2 separate regions of the Sus scrofa genome follow, and region 2 is linked to region 1. Evidence: chromatin contacts called from public Hi-C data. All regions are on one chromosome and are shown on one strand. The core of a region is the stretch at or near the end of the contact, and the rest is flanking DNA. Distances in the headings are between cores, read along the strand shown.

The links. Hi-C and Micro-C count contacts between places; a contact is called where the count stands out from the background.
Region 2: a Hi-C map of liver shows a contact between it and region 1, with 4 times the contacts expected there. The contact joins two enhancer-like sites. A contact is called at or near these places in 1 of 5 promoter capture datasets (liver), 14 of 47 Hi-C or Micro-C datasets (adipocytes, alveolar macrophages, brain and 9 more) and 1 of 2 datasets of contacts at active chromatin or transcription factors (skeletal muscle).

Annotation. Positions count from the first base shown.
Region 1 is chr1:75,066,748-75,073,313 of Sscrofa11.1, reverse strand. The region is part of intron 18 of ARMC2 (armadillo repeat-containing protein 2); the gene reads right to left. It overlaps SESN1 (sestrin-1), which reads left to right. Exons shown (of 10, transcript XM_021090855.1): 2 at 2,533-2,598; 3 at 3,797-3,997; 4 at 4,779-4,961. Among named protein-coding and RNA genes, the nearest start is that of SESN1, 100 kb to the left of the region's middle. Within about 2 kb of position 2,628, at least 20 of the 83 cell types and tissues checked have an H3K27ac peak or open chromatin away from gene starts, as enhancers often do. A contact at or near this core is called in liver, where this site is marked.
Region 2 is chr1:75,149,186-75,156,456 of Sscrofa11.1, reverse strand. The region is part of intron 1 of SESN1 (sestrin-1); the gene reads left to right. It overlaps LOC106508918 (a long non-coding RNA gene), which reads left to right. Exons shown (of 2, transcript XR_001306055.2): 1 at 1-3,169. Among named protein-coding and RNA genes, the nearest start is that of SESN1, 18 kb to the left of the region's middle. Within about 2 kb of position 2,371, at least 15 of the 83 cell types and tissues checked have an H3K27ac peak or open chromatin away from gene starts, as enhancers often do. A contact at or near this core is called in liver, where this site is marked.

The DNA.
Region 1 (6,566 bases), core at 1,379-3,878:
TGAGCCACAAGGGGAACTCCACACTCCTCATATAGTTCTTGATCATTTTTCCTCACACTTCAGAACACTCCCATTAGAAATGTATAAGTGCAGTGGAAATGAAACTGATTAGTACCCATGAGGATGTGGGTTCAAACCCTGGCCTCACTTACTGGGTTAAGTATCTGTGGCTGTGGTGTAGGCCAGCAGCTGTAGCTCTGATTTGACCCCTAGCCTGGGATCTACCATATGCTGTGGGGCCCTAAAAGGCAAAAAAAAAAAAAAAAAAAGGAAAGAAAAGAAACAAAATGAAATGTATAAGCAATGAATGGCTGTTTCTCTACCTCCTCTCCAACGCAGCCTATCATCAAACTTTTTAAGTTTTACTGAAGTATAGTTAATTTACAAGGGTGATACTTTCTGCTGTACAACAAAGTGATATGTTTAATTTTCCAATATGAAAGTCTTTATGTCATCAATTTATCAATCTGAAATTATTTTATGACTTCTGGGTTTTGTGGCATTCTTGGGCCTAACTCCATGAGTGTTTTTTTTTCTGGTACTATACTGTTGTTTTTTTTTGGGGGGGGGGGTTTCACTTACGTCTGATTTATCGTTTAGTAAAGTATGAGTTAGGACTGCAGTTTCACTTTTTCCTGACTGGCTCTCCAGTTGTATCAAGATCATTGTTTGTTTGTTTGTTTGTTTTAGCTTTTTAGGACCCCATCTGTGGCGTATGGAAATTCCCAGGAGCTGTAGCTGCTGGCCTACACCATGGCTTATGGCAGCGCTGGATCCTTAACCCACTGAGTGAGGCCAGAGCTTGAACCTACATCCTTATGGAAACTAGTTGGACTCATTAGTACTGAGCCATGACCGGAACTCCCAAGATCATTTATTTCATAATCCATTTCTCCCCCATTTGAAGCCACCTTTTATATACTAAAGCCATCAAAATGGTGTCTCTTAGGTATAAAATTAATAAAAGCCCATGAAATAGGTGTTTTGATAAAATGCATTTTAAATAAGATAGTAAAGTAAATGAAAAAAAAATTTTAAAGAAATTACTATTACATAAATAGTAATTTTTAGCCTCAAAGTTTATTTTGTTTGATAGGTATATAGTTGAATCAGAAATTCAGCAGTTAGGCTAGGAGTCATCATTTCATATAAACAGCTGCATTTATGCCAAAATGATGTTTTAAATAGCAGGAATGTGGGCTTTTTCCCTTACATTTGTTATAGGATAGACATATACATGGCCTAACCAGTGAATTTAGTGCCTCCCCTATGGTTATTAGACATTCTTGTCTTAGGTATAAGTGTAGAGTTATCAGAGTAAGAAATCACTGGCCTCTGATATAAGATTATTGGAAGCATATATAAAAATTTAGGCTTAGTTGGCAAATAGAGTGTACTTTGAATATGAATATTGAGTTCTCCTAATTAGGATTCTATTCCATTTTGTCCTGCCTGCTTAATTTTTTAAAATGTATTCTGCTCAAAAGGTTTTCATTTACTTGGACCAGATTTCTTGAATTGCTGCCACATGTCCTTCTCTCCCTCCCTCCCCCCCCCCCGCCCCCATCTTTTTCTTCTTTTAAAAGGAAAGCATCTGGTTATATCACAAAGAACTTTAGGAAGCAGTAGAGAGAGGGTGAAGTAATAGTTGTTTGTAATATATAAGCAAGGATTAATATTTGATTATTAAAGGTCGGGGGGTTGTTTGTTTCGAGACTAAATTGATAGAACATGGACCTGTAAAAAAAAAAATAAGTTGAATTATATTTTGGTTTTGTTTCTATAAGCACACTTACTGAGGGAAAAGATAGAAGCTTTAAGATTAGATTGTCAGTTTTTGTTAACCACACTACACTGTCACATAAAGTATAGAATTCTAGGTTCACTATGTCAAAAGGCAGAAAACCTTATTTTTTAATTAGTTGAGCTCCTCTAAAATATTAGCAAAGTTGATGAGATCCTATAAATTAAAAATTTAAGGAAAACTCAAAATTAATTTCTCATAGAAATTATGTCCTACGTACTTTTGTGGATTTAGAGAAGTTTAATTTTTCATAAAATTTCTGTTCTTTTGAAGTGTTATTATAGATGTAATAATAATTATACTTCTTTCACTTTAAGACATCTAGGTAGAGAATACTGTTTTTTCATTTCCTGACAAGATGAACAGGGATTGATATTTTGGTTGGTTGGGTTTTGGATGTACAAACACATTGGTCTTATTTTGTATCACTGACAATCCACAGAGTTGGCTGCTGTGTGCTGAACTTTCTGTTCTAGACTTTCTGCCAAGTACTTTATGCAAAACTCTGGTTTTAGTGAAACAGGTTTTATTGTTTTTAGTCAGAGTCATAAACTGTTGTCAGCTATGTGATGCAAACAGAGGAATTGGTATGTATATATGGCCCTGAAAACAAACCACCGAAACAAGCCTGTCTCTGTTCAACTGGCTGTTTTTCCCTTCCATTCCTGTAGCCTCAATTCATGTTGTTTACTGCTGGAGGCCTGAGATGGTGTAATTTTCTTTTCTAGGAACTTGGAATTAGAATTCCTCGACCACTAGGACACGGACCAAGTAGATTCATCCCAGAAAAGGAGGTATGTTGTTTGTAAAAGTACATAGTGAACTGTATGCTTTTAAGGAAGAGCTTTCATGACCCACTTCTTGGCATCTGAACAGCTGCTGGTCAACAATATGCAACAGAGCTGATCACAGTTAATCATCATGCTTTGGCAGTGAATCAGTGAGATTAGAAAGCTGTTATAGTCATGTTGATTTCTACTATTTTGTGATGCTTTTCTAACACCCAGATTTAATCGAGGAAAGGCAAGACTTGTTTTTGACCAGTGATGTGCCACCTGCTTATATTCAGATGTTGTTGAGGTGTGCCCATAAGCTGAGTTACTTGGTCTTGGCAAACTTGGTATCAGTGCTAGATTGGATCTTTAATACTAAATATGTAATGCTCCTATGCTTTGTTTTCACAAGAATTGTTTGCTGTTAGTTAATTTTGGTTCTCCTTAAATTAAGGGAGAGTAGGTGTTGTTTAAAGGAGAGGCATTAGTGTCTGTTTGCAGGCTCTGCAAGTTTGATCATCTAAATCTTGCTTCTTTATCTGGATTCTGGCCAAGCCTGCAAACAGCTTATCTAGATGACCTTTAATGTTTGACATTTGTTGTTTCTCCCCTACTACAAGATATGCGACTGTTTATTCTTCTGTCTTGCTACTAGTTGAGTTAAATTTGTAGAATTATAATCTTCCTTTTTTTCCCCTTTCCTGACCATACCTAGAGTTCATGGAAGTTCCTGGGCAGGGATTGAACCCAGGCCACAGCAGCAATCTGAGCTGCTGCAGTGATGCCAGATCCATAACCCACTAAGCCATAAGAGAACCCCTAACTTCTTTTTCTTAAGCTCATTTTATTTTTTTATGGCCACACCCATATAATATGGAAGATCCCTGGCCAGGGAATTGAATCTGAGCTGTATCTGAGAACTGCCTTGCAGTTGCAGCAACTCCAGATCCTTTAACCTACTGAACTGGGCTGGGTGTCCAACCCACACCTCCACAGAGACCTGAGCAGCTGCAGTCAGAGTCTTATCCCACTGTGCCAAAGTGGAAACTCCTCTTAAGCCAATTTTAATCTGCTTCTACAGTCCTCTGCTCTACCAGCTGAGTTATCAAAGAGCGCTAATCTGCCTCTAAATGACACTTAGAATGCAGTGCATGCATACTTTCTTTCTTCTAACACCAATTTACAATCTCTGTAACCATGGCTTTCCTCTCTTATACAGATTCTCCAAGTGGGGAGTGAAGACGCACAGATGCATACTTTATTTGCAGATTCTTTTGCTGCTTTGGGTCGTCTGGATAATATTACCTTAGTGATGGTTTTTCACCCACAATATTTAGAAAGTTTTTTAAAAACTCAACACTATCTACTGCAAATGGATGGCCCATTACCCCTGCATTATCGGCACTACATTGGAATAATGGTTTGTAAACATTCAGTGAAAATTTATTTCTGCCTGCTTTATTAATCTTTTAAAGAGATGGTTAATACTTAAAACAAAGGAATAAACACTTATATGCTAACTTCTAATTGGATTCCTGTTAGGTAGTATCTGTTTTTCCTCTTTCTAAATAAGTATGCTCTCACGTATAACAGAAAAGGAAATATATATTTATACTCCCTTGAGAACTCTTTTCTATTAAATAAGAGAAAAAGTAGATACTCATGTCGCAACAGAAGAAAGGGTGGGGAAAAAAACTGTAACTGCAATGTATACATCTAAGGATGACCTGACCCCCTTGCTGTACAGTGGGAAAATAATAATAAAAAAAAAAAAAATCATAGGCTTTGGAAAAAAAAAAAAAAAAAAGAAAAAGTAGAATACAAGATTATTTCACTATTATAAATAGTTGACTGACATAAGTAGAGGTATTTATGTTCAGTTTATAGGTAATATTCCATTGTTTTATGGTTGGCATCTTAATTGAAGTTTTCTTAATCCAAGGTTCTGACAGTAGGTATATAATAAAATTTTCTAAAGTTCAAATAGATATTTTGTTCTTGAGATATTTCTAAGATGCTTTCTATGGTGTATGTGAATTTTTACATGTTTTGTATGAAAACTTCATCTCTCTAGCATATGAAAAACTTGAAACCATACTAATCAAAAACTTAATTAGCTGTTTTACTTATTATAAAGAAAAAAGATTTGTAGTTGTTCAAGATTTTAATATTTATAGAGTAATTTTGTTTGTTTTTTTAAGGCTGCAGCAAGACATCAGTGCTCCTACTTAGTGAATCTCCATGTAAATGATTTCCTTCATGTTGGTGGTGACCCCAAGTGGCTTAATGGTTTAGAGAATGCTCCTCAAAAACTACAGAATTTAGGAGAACTTAACAAAGTGTTAGCCCATAGGCCTTGGCTTATTACCAAAGAACACATTGAGGTAAGTAGAGACTATATCTAGGGTGTCTTTTTTTTTTTTTTTTTTTAAATTAAGACTGTTTCAACAGCAGTTTTAGTTTTACAGAAAAATGGCACAGAAAGTAGAGTTCCCATATTCTACCCACTACCCCACCCCACAGTTTCTCCTATTTAACTTCTAGCCTTGGTATATACATTTGCTGTAACTGATGGATTAATAATGTCTGTAATTTACATGAGGGATCATTCTTTGTGTTGTACAGTTCTATGGGTTTTAACAAATGTATAATGTCATGTTATCCACCATTACGGTATCGTACATAATAGTCTCACTTCTCTAAAAATCTCCTATGCTTCCGCTTTTCATTTCTCTCCCCTTCCTTCTAAAACTACTGTTCTTTTTACTGTCTCTAAATAGAGGTGGAATCATATAGTATATAGCCTTTTCAAAATAGCTCGTTTTATTTATCAGGAAACATTAAGGTTTCTCCATGGCTTTTCATGACTTGATAGCTCATTTCTTTTTATTGCTGAAAAATACTCCAGTGTATGGATATACCACAGTTTGTTTATCCATTCACCTATTGAAGGAAATCTTGGTTACTCCCAGTTTTTGGCAATTATGAATAAAGCCTCTGCAAACATTCACATGCAGGTTTTTTGGTAGACATAAGTTTTCAACTTAATTGGGTAAATAACTAGGAGTGTGATTGCTGGATTGTATGGTAAGCTTGTATTTATTTTTATTGTATTTTATTTTGGTAAGCTTGTATCTAGCTTTGTAAGAGACTGTCTTCCAAAGTGCCTGTACCAGTTTATGTTCCCACTAGCAATGGATGAGTATTCCTATTGCTCCACATCCTTGTCAGCTTCTGCTGTTATCAGTGTTCTGGATTTTAGCCATTCTGATAGATGTCAAGTGATAACTTGTGTAACTTTGTAAAATACCACATTAAACTAGTTTCTTCCAGTTCTGTTTATTAATAAAGAAGATAGAATAAATAGAATAAAAGATTGACATGGTCTAAAAGAATCTGCCATGCAGTAGAAATTCTTAAAAATACAACATATTTTTGACATTGTTTTAGAAAACATTCTAGATACTTTTATATAATTAAAGCATCTTTTATCAAGATTCAGAATTCATATATGATAATGCATTTTCATACTGTCTAGTAATGTAAAATTATACAATATTATAAAATAGATAATGATGCAGAAGGGATGCAGATTTATAAGACCTTAAAGAATTATAGACTTTACCTGGAGCATAATTTTTTACATAAATATAATTTGATGATTTAAGAGTATTTGTAGTCAAGTTGTTTAAATCCCTATCTTAAAAATTCCTTGAGGATGCCTGATAATAAAGAAAAACGCAGGCATATTTTACACTGTAGCTTCTATTTTAACACAAATATATGTGGTTTGAGACTTTGAACTAACAACATAGTTAATGCATTTAAAACTATCATCTGAAATATCACAACTGCTTTTAAACAAAATCTGTTCTATTATGTTTTAATCTTTTTTTTTTCTATTATACAGCATGATCTCTATTACATTTTTAAATCAGGGTTTCATAAAGTCAAAGTAATAATGAATGAATGTGTCATCATCAGTATAT
Region 2 (7,271 bases), core at 1,122-3,621, 83 kb before region 1:
GTTATAAAATGATTTTAAGGAAGTACCCAATTTGAACTGTGTACTTAATTGTTTAGAGTCTTAATTTTGTTACTTATATGTTACAAAATTAGATTTCACTGATGTTTTCTAATTGTAAATCCCATTATAACTATACTATTAAGCACAAAATATTTTCACACTCATAGTAGTGCCATTTTGTATACTTTTGCATTCCATTTGTTAGGTCAGAGTTTCATTGTCTATGGCATGTGCACTAAAAATCTAGTATAGCATGAAGAAAAAATTGATTATGGCAACAAACCTGGTAAAAGAAGATGGAAAATCTGTTACACTTCCTTAATTAGTGACAACTACCAACAAATGATTACATATACTTTTTTTCCCTAAATGCCACCTTAAACATTTAGTTCATCTACCTTAGATGCTAGAGATTTAAGCAAATCTCACATGATTGGGTCTGTAGTGAGTATTGCGGTATGAGTGTTTGACAAGCCCTTTTCCTGCTTTTTTTCATTTTAACATATAAAAGTAATTTTCAAAACAAAAGTCTGTCTCCAAGCTAGACTTGTATTTTGCTTTTTCACCAAGCAATGCATATTTTTTCTTGATTTTGTTTTTATTATTTTTTATTCCCTTTAGTGCACTGTATTATTGTAAATAAATCTTTAGTGGTTATTGTTCAGATTAAGAGGTGTTTAATTCCAGTTTATGCTGGTCTTCATTGGTTCCTGATTTGAACTTGGAAGTAGTTGTATAGTAAAATGTGAAGAGTAAAACCTTGAGGTAAATATTCTGTCATTTAGTACTACAAATTTATATTAAATGCCATTTATTGGTTGGAATGAAACTATATTATGGCTCTTTCTGCTTTCTTAAAATAATTAATAACAGGGTTATTTATTTTTTTTTTTTTTCTGAACTCCACCTCACCTCTAGCTGATCTCCCTCTCCATCTAAGGCTGAAATGGGTATACTTTTTAAAAATAAGAATTCATTTTAAATCTTTCTTTATGCCTGATACTATTCTAATTCTGTGAGAGATATAAAAAGTTGAAAACAACCACTACCATTAAGAATTTTGCAATAATCTAGAGAAAAACATTAAGAATAAATCAAGACTTTCACTAAAAATGTTAAATTTTATGGTAGTATGTTGACAGCTGTGGAACTCTCTTGGTGGGAGTGTATCTACATAGTAATTACACATCCAGGAAATCATCTGAAAAAGATTGATGTATGATGATAATCCCTGTAAGTGTTATTTATGATGTAAATGTGTTATCTTTACATATCTTTATATATAAGTTGATAATCTAAATATCCAGTTATTAAATTATTGTTAAATTATAGTACATCTGTATAAAGGACTATAACACAGTTATTGAAAATTATTTTAAAATACATAAAAGAAGAAATTATATATTTAAGTGGAAAAGCAACTTTTAAAATAGTAGGCCAAATATATATATTTTTATAGAGAGAGGGAAATGTCAGGAAATCTGCATGTACCAGAAGAGTTAGATTAGATTATTAGAGATTTTATATTTCTTTTTATAATAATAATTATTAACAAACATAATTTTATTGAGTGTTTACTGTATGCTATGCTTAGTTATAAGCATCTTACATATAACATTTGTCAGATTTCAGGTGGGTTACAGGTTTTGAGGAAGATATCTTCCCAAAACAAATACACAAATATGAATGCACCCCCTCACTTTGAGACTGGATTAAGTTTCTTGATTTTTTTAGCTAAGGAAACAGGACCTTCTCCAAATCTGGGCTCTTTCTTTGAGAAGAAGCACTTGCAGCCTGCTTGGGTGCTGCTTTCCCTGGCCCCCAGTGCTCCTAAAGGTGGTGCAATTGCTACTGACACTCCCAGGGTCACACCATATCTGCAAGACTCAATTCCTGTTATTCTCTTGTGTTTTTCCACTTAAGGTTTACATTCACATTCTGAAATAATGTATACAAACTTTCTCTGTACTTCCTTTGAAGGCCCATTTCCCTGCAATGTCTAGTTTTACACATACAACAGTTCTGTGACTTGAATTTTACTTTTTATAGATGAAGAAACAGAACTATTAGGTAACTTAATTCAAGTACTGAATATGGAGAGTCAGGAGGCATGTCTGACTCCATGTTCTTAACCACTAATCTGTTTTCCTATAGTCTTTGTGTTTTTATTCGTGAGCACATGTTACTTTTATATTGGAATATGACTTAAAATCAATGTGGGAAAATTATATAACATTCACAGTGTTACAGTAATTCAGAGCAAGGAAAGATCTGAGTGGGTTGGGATAATAAAGACAGCTTAGTGGAGCAAATAAATTTTAATGTAATAATTAACTTTTCTTCTCAGCTTATCTGTTTACACAAGTACACACTGCTTCTATCCTCAGCATGCCCAAACCAAACCTCTTATGACTGGCTGTAACTAATGCTCTGTTGTTCTTCCCTGCAGACTAAGTTTGGCCTCATTTTTGTTTCCTTTCTCTGGCCCCCTTTTATTTTCCTTTTGCTGTCTGTCAGTGCGTGTGTGAACATGTAACTATAACTTTTGTCTGAGCCCTCTCTCACTTTATTATGAATAAAACACTAGCTTGGCTGTTTCCATGTGGTAATGCCATCATAATTTAATGTTTGAGCTGGCTAAAAGTAGTTGTAAAAATTGCATTCGTTATATTTAAAAAACTCATTGGAAGGAAATAGAACTCAAATCTTGAATATTGTCTGATGAGTTAACCTTATAGCATAAACTGATGTTCAATCAGTATGCACTGGCACAGCAGTACTTTTTTAAATACTATTTTCATACCAGTTGGTAAATAGGAAACAGAAACTCCAAAAAGCAATAAAATTAATAAATTAATAATATATAGTCAGGATAGGTGGTTTATCTTAGAAACCACACATGCACTTCAATTCCAAGCTGGTCTGGTCACTGAAGCATGGAGCTAGGAAGTTTGCTCAGATGTTCTGTTATTTATTTCAGATATTGGAAGTACAAAAGCCCTTGGGTGGGAGAGAGAGACCCAGCAGGTGAACTGAGGAGAACGTAATCAGCAACCCACAAAAAGAGTACCCAGTTGTGCCAAGAAGACAAGCAGGGTTCAGGCCTTGGTGGTGACTGGGGAGGCTGCTACAAGCCAGTGACAGAGACTCTCAGGGTATTGTCTCTCAGGTGGGCTTGAGCAGTGTTTCTTTGTTTAACAACTGAATTATTCCTTCATAACAAATTTGGTGACTTAAAACCATACACATTGTCTCAATTGCTGTGGGTCAGAAATCTGGTTATAGTTGAGATAGGATCCCTGCTTCAGGGTCTCCCATGAAGCTGCAGTTAGTTAATGTCTTGACCAGGGCTGTGGTCTCATCTGAGGCTCAAATGGCAAGGAACACATTTTCAAGCTCACATAGTTGTTGGAAGGATTCAATTCCTTGAGAGCTGTTGAATTGAGAGCCTCAATTCCTTGCTGCTAGCTCACTGGCAGCTCGCTCTGTTCCTTGCCATGCAGGTCCCTCCACCTGCGTTTCAGAGAAAGTACCTGAGAAGAACCAGAGCCAGGTACTAGCAAAGAGTGCCAGCAAGACAGAAGCCGCAGTCTTTTTTGGGGGGTTTTTGTTTTTGTTTTTGTTTTGCTTTTTAGGGCTGCAGGTGCAGCATGTGGAAGTTCCCAGGGTAGGGGTCAAATCAGAGCTACAGCTGCTGTTCCTACCACAGCACAGCAACTCCAAATCCAAGCCCTGTGTGTGACCTATACCACTGCTCTCAGCAGTGCCACTGAATGAGGCTAGGGATCAAATCCAAATCCTCATGGATACTAGTTGGATTAATTTCCACTGCACCATGATGGAAACTCCCAGAAGCCACAGTCTTTTATAACCTAATCTTGGAAAGGACATTGCCATCATTTTTTGCCTTAATCTGTTCATTGGAAGCAACACACAAGATCCGGCCCATACCCAAGGGGAGCATATAAAAACAATGGAATGAACACCAGGAGGCAGGGCAGCAATCATTGGGAACCATTTTAAAGCAGCCTGCCACAACAACTCAACTTTTGAAGCTAGGTGCAAGGAAGAGCACATCTCCCTGTTTACTGTGAAGAGTTGTGATTTTATTTATTTATTTATTTATTTATTTATTTATTTATTGCCTTTTCTAGGGCCACTCCCATGGCATATGGAGGTTCCCAGGCTAGGGGTCTAATTGGAGCTGTAGCTGGTGGCCTACACCAGAGCCACAGCAATGCCAGATCCGAGCTGCGTCTGCAACCTACACCATAGCTCACGGCAATGCCGAATCCTTAACCCACTGAGCAAGGCCAGGGATCAAACCTCTTGGTTCCTAGTCGGATTTGTTAACTACTGAGCCATGACAGGAACTCCCAAGTTGTGATTTAATTTATATTCTCAGAAACCTAGTTAATGCCAACAGAGGGTGTGGTCCAGCAAGTGATACTTTGAGCCCAGGCTCTGTCCCTCTCCCCATCCTTGCAACCAGTCTCCTGATAAAAGAACCTCACCCCATCCTGGCCAATAGATGCCCTCCTCCAATCACTGATTGGCACCCACCAAGGTTCTGTTGGAGAGGCCTGCCCACTTCCCTCTCACAGCTTCTTGACCTTTCACTTTTTTCTCCATCTTCCCCATGACTCTTCTGCCCTTATTATTCCTGTGTGATCCTAAGAAATTCCCTGCTTCCCACTCTGTGTACTAAATGTAAAACAGCATTTGTCCAGAAGGTAGGAAGTAGCAGATGGTTTTCTTGTCATCATTTAATGATTATCTAATGAGCATTGAATCAAATCTTAGCTGTCTCTGTGATTTGAGGGGAAAGGGAAATAAATATAAAACCTAAAACTTTAATGAGCATTCCCAAGTAAATAATGAGATCAAACATTATTGCAAACTCAAATTTTTATTCAGATGTCCCAAACTCAAATTGGTATACTTTACTATAGGTTTAGTGTTATCTGAAAGGGAACAGATGAAATAACTTCTTTTTTTCATTTTATAAGCTCCAGTTCTTATAGATTTTGGCTATTTCAAAACTAGGCCAAAATGATTATGTAACTGATAGCAATTTTTAAAAATTTTCACCCCACTGAATACAATGTTAAGTTGAGGCTAGGGTCTTTTCAGTTGTAGGGAAAGCTCTTGATTTTAGTTTAAAAAGATCATTTATCATTTTCTTATATTAATTTTTAATATATTGGCCAAAAATTTGATGAAAATTAAATTACTTTTCTCATATACACTTAAAATCAAAGAAATGCATGTATATATAATCTCCAAATGTTAACAGTGGTTACATTTGGGCTGTGGTTTATACTTTTCTACATTTTCCCAAAATTTTTATAATGGATACTTCTGTTTCTTCTAATAAAGCTAAAAAGCACATGCCATTGAAAAGAAAATAAGCTCAATGGATCACTTTATTCATACAAGATGACCTTTATGGCAAGTAGAACTTGAGTATACTCTCTGAAATGTTTCTTCTAGTATGTTATGTACTAATTTTAAGAGATTCAATTCTTTAATTTTCCTTAGAAATACCTTTCTTTCAAAGATTTTGACTGTTGATAGAGCAGGCTTTTTTAGCTAATGAATTTTGCATTTGTGGGTTTTTTTCTTTGTCTTCAAAACATTGTATGAAAATTTATTCGGAATGCAGCTTCTTGTATGTAGCTTTTATGAACACTAGATGGCACCATTGCTCAACTTAAATCTGGTTTCTCCATCATATTTTGGTATTCGGGGCCTTAGACAAGCTGAATGTGCAACTTAGGAATGCTTACATTTCTCTTTTGTTTTAGAGGAGGGAGTTTGGGGAGAAAGGGAAAGTTTCCAAGTTCAAGTAATAACTGAGCTTAACAGGTTCAGTTTTTTCACCTATCCATAAATTACCATATTAATAACAACGGTATCAGCCATAATTCCACAAATATTTATTGAGCACCTGCTACTTTTAGGCACTGTTCTGAAGGCACTACATACATCAGAGGGCAGAAGAGATAAAAATTACAACCCCCATACAGCTTACATTCTAGTGCTTGCACTTTTTCTCCAGGTGCCACTCCAAGTTCTTTACTTGCATCTATCCATTAACTCATTTAATAAGAAGCAGCTGAGGCACAGAATTTGTCTGATTCGCTCCTGTTCACCTGGCTAGTTTACGTGACAGAGCTGGGATTCAAGCTCAGACATTTAGTCTTTAAAGTTTGCTCTGTTCATCTCATCACTATACTGTCTCTCAGAAACAAAGAATATTTTATGATTCTGTTGAATGAAAAAATACAAACTTACCTGTTTGTTTATATTTGTTCCCAGATCTGTTCAAGTATTAGTGCCATTTTTATTGAAAAAAAAAATACTAAAATGCCTATTTTTTAAAGTGATTCTATGGCCAACCATCATGTCTCTTTCAAGATAATATAGCTCAAGTCACAAACACAGCTGGCCTTGTTTCAGTATGTATATTTAATCATCCTTATAGGTCTATTTACTTTAAATTCCTTGTATGGTCATGTAATAATTTAGCTATGTTGTACTAATAAAAGCTTAACCAGATTGTGATTCAGTTGTTGTATGAAACATGAGGCATCAAGTATCAAAAGCTACAACTTGCCACAACGAGAACTCCTGAAATTGGTAGTTCTTAACAGCTCAGCCTCTGTTCTTTTTTGCTGCAGAGCTGTATTAGATAACTATGATTTTTTTTTTCAAGTTCCTGTTATGGCTCAGCGGAAGCAAATCTGACTAGCATACATGAGGATGCAGGTTTGATCCCTGGCCTCGCTTAGTGGGCTAAGGATCCAGCGTTGCAGTGAGCTGTGGTGTAGGTCAAAGACACAGCTTGGATCCTGCGTTGCTGTGGCTGTGGCGTAGGCCGGCGGCTATAGCTCTGATTCAACCCCTAGCCTGGGAACCTCCCTATGCTGTGTGCAACCCCAAAAAGATTTTTTGAAAAAGAAAAAGATAACTTTTTTAATTGCTAATAATTAGAATTAACTATTTTAATTAAATGAAATAATTAGTAAAAGAGAATCACTGGTGTTCACCAGGGACTAGAAAGAAGTTTTCAGAGAAGAGATTATATTGGCAGATGCTACAATTTAAGGGTTCTCAAATTAAGGATTTTGGTTACATCTGGGCTGTGGTGCCCCTTAAATTGAATACAAAATTGTGTAGACTGATGAGCATTATTTCTTGGAAGAGAGCCCAGGTCTTATCAGATTTTCAGAGAGATTATAAGCCTAAAAGCTTAAGAACCACTGCTA